Regions from separate parts of the Triticum aestivum genome. Here region 1 is linked to region 2. A link is a contact called in public Hi-C data. All regions are on one chromosome and are shown on one strand. The core of a region is the stretch at or near the end of the contact, and the rest is flanking DNA. Distances in the headings are between cores, read along the strand shown. Region 1 has its middle 170 kb from the start of LOC123045071. Region 2 holds the start of LOC123045071.

The links. A called contact is a pair of places that touch in the nucleus more often than the background predicts.
Region 1: a contact with region 2 is called in a Hi-C map of leaf, with 5 times the contacts expected there. The contact joins the enhancer-like site here to the promoter of LOC123045071 in region 2. A contact is called at or near these places in 2 of 5 Hi-C or Micro-C datasets (both in leaf).

Annotation. Positions count from the first base shown.
Region 1 is chr2B:390,884,339-390,888,353 of IWGSC CS RefSeq v2.1, forward strand. It overlaps the pseudogene LOC123045073. Among protein-coding and RNA genes, the nearest start is that of LOC123045071, 170 kb to the left of the region's middle. Within about 2 kb of position 1,378, at least 2 of the 8 cell types and tissues checked have an H3K27ac peak or open chromatin away from gene starts, as enhancers often do. A contact at or near this core is called in leaf, where this site is marked.
Region 2 is chr2B:390,716,612-390,720,671 of IWGSC CS RefSeq v2.1, forward strand. LOC123045071 reads right to left here and starts at 2,283. Exons shown (of 2, transcript XM_044467996.1): 1 at 1,128-2,283. The coding sequence starts at 2,226.

The DNA.
Region 1 (4,015 bases), core at 128-2,627, 170 kb after region 2:
CCTTCCTGGTTTTCTGACGGACCTTCAAGCAGTATGGGAACTGGATTCTCGAGATAACAGGGATGGGCTAGTACATAAGAATCCAACATTGAGGGAGAAACTTACATAATATCAGTTATAGCCTTATAGGTCAATGGCCTCAGCTTAATGCCTGGTGATGCTTTCGGCACCTTGCGACCCGTATGCTCTGGACATCTTCTCGCTGCAATAATTAGAAGCACGTCGTGCCTAGTCCACTTTATGTACAACCACCCTCCTCAATCTTCAGCTCCAACGCTCCACTTTCATCTCTTCATTAACCTGAACTGCTCCCCCATAACTAGACATGAAGCAACCGGCCAAATACAGAGATTGCCTCCCCCAATTTTACTCAAAAAAGTTGAGGATGCAACCGTGGTCCAAACATCCAGTACTCCGGTCCACTTCTAGTCTACTTCGAGAACATTGGCATGCCTCTGGCCAGGATGTACTGCTACAATGTACTACTACCAATGAAGAGTGGATGTTCGTGGTGGTACCAGGAGGATGTGCAATGGGCTTCTTTGATGACGTGGGAGGGTGAAAGGATAGCTGCGAGGACCAGGAGTCGACCGTAGTTTCTCCAGGACGGGAGTTGCCCTATCTGCATCAAACTGCTCTTGTAGTGTTGGTAAATGGCCCATGCCGTCGTATACCTAGCACTCTAACAGAAGAGGACCAAAAATGGAGCAGAGGGGCGGCGTCCCGAGCAGGCCATGGTGTGGGCGCGGAGCAGGCAGGCCATACCGTCATGCCCGCCGAGCAGAAGCACTCGAAGGCCAAGGTCAGACGACGGCGCCGACGAATCTGCAAGCATCATGGCCGCTGTCTGACGTGCTCGCCATCCCTCCTTCTCTTTCCTTCCCTTATGTTTACAGTAGGGAGAGGAAGTTGCGGGCGCCATGGTGCGAGGAAGACGAGGAGAGAGGTCAGCACTCTGAGGCCGAGGTTGGACGACGGCGCCGCCATGGCCGCCGTCTGACGCGCTCGCCCTCCCTCTTCTCTTTCCTTCCCTTCTATTGATGGAAGGGAGGAGGTTGCGGGCGCCGTGGTGCGAGGAAGACAAGGAGAGAGGTCCGCGATGGAGAGGTCTAAGGGGCGTCGGTGGCGGCGATGTGGGTGGGACGACGAGGTCGAGGAGAGGGCTGGGCAAGCGGAGGTATGTGTGGGGCGGCGAGGTCGGGGAGAGGGCTGGACGAGGGGAGGCAGCACGACCGTGCAAGGGGAGGAACCGGCTAGGGTTTTAGTAGCTGCTGCTTCGGTTTTATAGGGGTACGCAAAATGTCCAAAATACCCTCGACGGCCATCCAGTTTTACAGGCGGTGGCATGAATACTTCTACACTAAATAACACACAGACCACGCTCGCAGACACAGTCGCTAACCGGCACTGCCCACCAGGGATCGACCCCACACGTCAGCAAGGTAAGACAATAATTCCGGAGTAAACAAAACCAGTAAGGAAAAACGGATGGAAACTACTATTCATTGTAGCAGTGATCCGACTTGATCCAACGGACGAGATCTCTCCCAAGCGAGATCATACAGTTCAGAACGAATCAGAAGACAAATCCGACGGTCAGGAATCCCGAGCGGTGAGGAGGCTGGGTGGCTCCTGTCATTTTTATTTCTAGACTAGATGCAACAAGCCAAGGGCAGCAGGTCCTTGTTACAGGATGACAGTGGGTCCTCATGGCGATGGCAGTCTGCCCATAGCACGATCTGAAAAGATACAATTGATTAAGCTTATTACCATGCTGTAGCTCTTTATTCCGACTAATTAGGTACGAAATCTAAAACAATAACATTATTCAGATTTACTCCCTCCATCCGGTAATATAAGAGCTTTTGTTACACTAGTGTATTATATTATGGGACGGAGGAAGTAATATATCTAAGCCAATTTCAAGAATTGTCGATAAAATTTGAATGAAACAGGTTCTCCAAGGAGAGGCTGAAACAAACAAACGACCTGAAGATTACATATAGGCAGTAGGGGCAAGGAGATGCCTATAAGATTACAGCCTTGCGCAACCTGCCTATGAGCAGGACTGCAAGAGCACCTCAGAGCATATGACATTGCAAATATTCACACATCATAATTCTCAAACGTGCATCAATATGTACCTGGAGTGCAGAAGTGTCATGGGCCCTACTATGTCAGCAGTCCCTCCAGAGCCCACCAGCGCCACCGGACGGCCCAAGAGGAGCAAGCGGCCCAACAGGCTCTACGACCCGTCGACTTGGGAGATGTAGCGAAGGGTTAAATGGACCCGGGTCCGAGTAGAGAGGCACGGAATTGTAGCTGGTCGAACCTTCTCCCTGTTTCCCTTCCCCTGTATCTTCCTCCTTCCTCCCGATCCCCTTCTCTTCCCCATAAACCCTAGCCAAATTCGCTGTAATCCTCCATGGAAGCTTGAATCGAGTAAGAGGGGCATGACATATGGTATCAGATCCACCGGATTACCTACAGAAACCCACCTACACCACTCGGCAGCAGAGGCAGGCGGTAGAGATGGAGCAGAGGGTGGAGGAGTTGGCGGCGGCGCTCAAGGCGATTCAGGAGCAGAATGCGTCAATCATGAAGGCCGTGGTGGCGTCCAACACCATCTTTGCCAAGATCCAGCCCGCGGTGGCGGATCTGGCGGCGTGGCGGCCCGAGCTGGAGCGGTCCTTCACCGATCTGCGTCAGGAGATGGGGGAGGTACGCAAGGAGATCGACACCATCGCCCGCAACCCCGTCCTCACCCTCAAGCCCTCGGAGCTGCCTCCGATCCTTCCAAGGCCACCCGGCGCGCCGTTTCCCAACTACGGCAGTAGCAACCAAGGGCCCGATGGCCACCGTGTCGACCTACTTCACCGGGGGGTTGGCTCTGGGGTGGTGACCACCCTAGTCCCGCCTCCGGTCACGGGTACGTTTTCAGGCCCCAGCTCTCGTCTTGTGGAGAATTCACACCTGGCAGATCACCGATCGAGGCCATTGGGGCGATCTCCACTGCGGGGTTCATCCCGTTCAGGCAGTCCGTTCCAGCGGCGTGCACCTAACCTGCCTAGGCCCAAGGTGGATTTCCCGCTGTTCGGGGGAGAGAGGCCACGCAGTTGGAGGCGCAATTGTGAATCATACTTTAGAGTGTTTCATTTGGACCCGGAGTTCTGGGTCGACACCACGGCCATGCATTTCACCGGGGCTGCCATGGTGTGGTTAGAGAACAACATTTTTGACTTACACAGCATGGAGTGGGAGAAGTTTTGCGCGGTTGTTTGTGAGCAATTTGAGAGAAACGAGTTCAGCGTCCTGTTGCGGCAGTTGTTTCATTTGCGACAGATGGATTCAGGATCTTATTACACCGCAAAAATCACTGAAATCATGCACTCCCTGCTAGCACACAACACTACCTGGGATCATGCGTTATTCTCTTTGTGTTATGTGGATGGCCTTAGGGATGAAATTCGTGTTGTTGTTTTAGTTCATAATCCCAAAGATCTAGATACCGCTGTTTCTCTCGCTTTCTTACAGGAAGAGGCGCTGGAGATTTCCAGGCGACGCGAGCCGCGGCGCTCTAAAGGTGGGACTGGGGGCGGGCAAGGCAGCCGCGCCCATCTCAGGGGAGCCATGCCCCTTCCGGCTCCTCCAGGGCGTCCCCCACCCACCTCGACCACGATCTCTGACAATCATCGTGGGGTGGCGATAGAAGGGCCCCGCAGCGGCCACACAGTCGAGGATCGGCTCTCCACACTCAAGGCGTATCGCCGAGCCAAGGGTCTATGTTTTCTCTACGGAGAAAAATGGAGCAGGGAGCACAAGTGTGCCACCGCGGTGCAACTCCATGTGGTCCAGGAGATGTTCGATGTGCTGGGTTTGCCTGGGCTGTCAAACAGCGAGGAGCATTCAGAATCGGACAGTGAGGGTCACACTATCTCAAGGGCTGCGATGCAAGGAACTGTCGCCCCGCAAACTATCAGGCTACATGGGAAAATTCAGCAACAACAAGTGTTAA
Region 2 (4,060 bases), core at 1,033-3,532:
CGTCTTGGGCCCCTGGTCTGGAGGGGCCTCATCTTGCATGTTTGCAAAGGTGTGAATGGCTCATATTACTTAAGCGCTGGGATGCATGCATGGCAATGGCATCATTACCTGCCCTAGTAAATAATCTCCAAGCTAAAATCATGAAAGCAATACTGCAGTAGCACTGTCGTCTAGTTTGTGGTGTGTGCCGGCTCTTGAGCCTTTGACCCTGATGGATTTGTGTCGAACCTCGCTTATGTTTTCCCCTTTATTTGTGTTGAACCATTGTTGTAAACGCTAAAAGGGCTTCAGTTCGCTAAAGCCGGCAAGTGCCTCTTTTCTAAAAAAAATGTTACATAGTCACTGTATTCAATTTAATACTTGGTGGTACTAATTTACCATGTTTTGGTTGTTTACTCCATAACATGTTATTTCTACTAGCTCGTTATTAGTGTAGTATATTTTTTTAAGTAGTTATTAGTGTCGTAGATGAATAGTTTTGTTGGACAATGCTCTTGCATGTGTGCATACTTGTGTAAACCAAGCCCGGTTATCTTTTAGTTAGTGTTGTGTCGACTAGTTTGTTGTATTAACTTTTTCAAAAAAAGCTTATTTTGTCGCCTTTGATTTGCAATGTTAAAGAAATTTTCTCTGTTGCCACATCCTTGGGTCGCCATGCCATCAGTTTCACTTCAGACCGCCCCTGTTGTAGCATGATGTGTTACACCAGCAATGATAACATTGACCGTGGCGCCTTTATTTAAATGGCAACAATGGGCAGAGTTTGTTAAGTCATGGCTGCAAGAATAGCTGATCATGTAATATTGCTTTGCTTTGCTTGTTTGGATTACATATAGATATGCAGTTTTCCTATTTTGTGGCTTATCTCAAGCCTTTTGTTCATAACATTTTTTTTTGAGATATAAAAATTGCAGTGCCATCAAAAAGAAAATAAGGAGACAGAGCAATAGAGCACATCAACACAATATATGTATCGACGATTGCCTAGGTAAATCTTACAAATTGCAAACTCAGTTCTATATATATTCCATTATGACTGAATGTCCACAAACTTTTTTTATTTTTATTTGCGGGGGAATGTCCACAAAGTTCAATCGTATAGAACTTGGTAAGGTTGAGGATAGTACCTGGAGTACAGAAGCTCATGTAAGGAAAGACATTGAACAATCCCTTCTCGCACACCTTGGTCACTTGCTCCGACTTGAGCTCGATCATGAAGACACCAGCATGCGTGCTGACGAAAATGACATCGGAAGCGCGGCCCTTGGCAAAGGCGGACAGCAGACACAGTGAGTGCCTTGGGTCGCCAATGGAGAGCATATCGAGCTTGATGACCCCACTTTTTTTCCACCGCGCGGCTCTGCCAGGACCCGTCTTCAGCACCCACAGGTAGAGGGTGAACATGTTAAGGACAGCGAGCCCAAGTCCACCATTTTCCACTGGCATGATGACAACGCCACCCCCATCCTGGTTATCCCCACCCTCGTAAACGTCCATGGCATCGATCACTGATAGGCCCCGATCGCCGGCCAAGTTGTAGCGCAGGATCAGGCTGCCGGTCCCACAGGTGAAGTAGAGAGCGTCTCCCACCATGACGGGGGGCATCGAGTCGACATAGGAATCGAGCTCATAACCGAACTCAACATAGGACGGCGAGCTCCACACACCGGTCTCTGAAGAGTAGAGGCAGGCGCGCGCGCCGTCGTCGTCGGGGTCCGTGCCGACGAAGGCCACCAGGAAAGGACCCCCATGGCAGTCAAAGTGGTCGCAGCCGGGCGTGGCGCAGAACACCCCCGCGTTGTAGCAACTCCCCCGGATGGCGGGGTGGCGCACGCGCTGCTTCTCGTTGGTCATGGGGTCCCAGAGGGTAAAGGAATCCGGGAAGCTGCGGTCGCTCAGGAGGACGCGGCCATGGCGGCAATCGAAGGCGAAGCTTTTGCCGGAGTCGGGAGGGCGGAATGCCGTAGTGGGGACGAAGCGGGCTAGGCCGGACAGGTTACGAAAGAATCCCAGCACGGGAAGTGCTTGATGGAATTCGCGGTAGCGGCGGCGGAAGGCGCGGCCGGAGAGGAGGTTGCCCCAGAGCTTGCAGACGAGGGAGGCGCGGAAGAGATACTCCGGCTCGTCAGGCGGCAGTCGGAGGAGGATCTCGACGATGAGGTCATCGGGCAGCGCCGGCAGCGAGTCATGGCTCGGCTGCGGCTGCGGCTGCGGCGGCGGAGTCATGGTGCGGTGCGGTGCGGGCTTGGGGCTTTGGTTGGGGATTGGGATTGGTATAAATGATGTACACCGGCCCACCGAACGGCCTAATCTCGCGCGGTGACACGCGTGCGTGACACGCACCGCAGCCCCACGCACCGCTTTTGGCTGGGGTCAAACCTTGTCTTTCCACCGCGATTTCTCCACCACTCGTTCCTTCTCTTCTCCTCTAGACCCCAGCCGGTGCTCTCCTTTCTCTCTTTTTTTTCAGATCTTTCTTCACGTACCCACCACCGCCTGCCGACGCTAGTTTGAGTATTTTTATCTAAAATAATACAAGCATCAGGATTTAAACCTCGTGAACTGAGGATACTCATTCAATTACAAATTGATTCGCGCTATTTGAAGAAATTGGTAGATTAAGTTGCCTATAAATTAATCACGAGAAAACAAATACAAAGGTTCTTACAAAGAAAATGAGAATAATTAAGCAGGCTTAGTTTTGGAGAATTCTGAGTGTCACTAAGGGCATCTTCAAGCCGGATCCGTAAACCGCTTGTACCCGTCCGGACCGCGGAAGTCATCTAAATCGGGTCCGCATCGGTCCGCGGGGCGGTTCAGACGTGTTTTCTCCCGTAAATTGGAGACAAGGTGGGGGAACTTTACACGAGTCCGGACAGCAGACATGTAGGACTCTGACACCCCCGGCCCACCCAATCCCCCTTCCCGATCCTATTGTCTTCCACTCCGCTCCTTCTCCCCCTTACTTTGCATCCACACCCTCCACCTCTGCCGCCGTTGTTGTACGTCACCAGCCGCCACAGAGGCATTGTTGGACGTCCACAAGTCGCACCGACGGGCCTTCTCGCCTTTACAACAGAGTTGTCCACCCTGTAACCTTTTGTACCTAGGTACACTCCGCCCCCTGTTGACGACCTCCATGGCGGACACCATGCCCGGCAAGTCTTCGGTCAAATGTCATTGACCTTATTTTCAAATGTTATGTCGTTTTTTAGAGTATGAAGGATGGTGAGCTACTCGATCATGGAGGACGAGTTGTTGTGAGATGCGTGATTGGACGTATCCGCGAATTTCGTAGGCATGAGCAAAGGAGAGGCCTTCTGGTAGCAAGTGCATGAAATGTTTCACGCACGAAAGCACGTTGCACCCTACGACGTGTAGATCATTCAACATTGCAACGTGAGGTCGTTGTCGTACTACTGACACACTATCCAGACTAGCGTCACCAAGTTTTGCGACGTGGTTTGTCAACAAAGAGTGGAGCCTGAGGTTTTCCAAGATCTTGAGAAGCCTTTTACATAGGAGGAAATTGATGATGTGGTAAAAAAACCTTCCTATAGACAAATCTCCAGGCATTGATGGATTTTAAAATGAGTTCATTAAAGCTTGTTGGGACATCATTAAAATGGATATCACTGAGCTTATCATGGCTTTTCATGCTGGTAATGTAAATCTTGAAAGCATCAACACATCCTTCATTACCCTGATCCCAAAAAAGGAAGTGCCAGTTTCCCCTAATGACTTCAGACCGATTTCTTTGCTAAATGGAGTTCTTAAGATAATTACCAAGTTGTTGGCCAATAGATTGCAAAGAGTTATTCTTCAAATGGTACACATTAACCAATATGGATTCCTCAAGAACAGAGTGATCCAGGACTGTCTTGGTTGGGCATATGAATATATCCATCGATGTCACAAATCAAAAGAACAGATGCTAGTAATTAAACTGGATTTTGAGAAAGCTTTTGACACTATTGAGCATCAAGCTATTATTGATATACTCATAGCAAAGGGATTTGGAGAAAGGTAGACTTCCTGGATGCAATTACTTTTCACATCA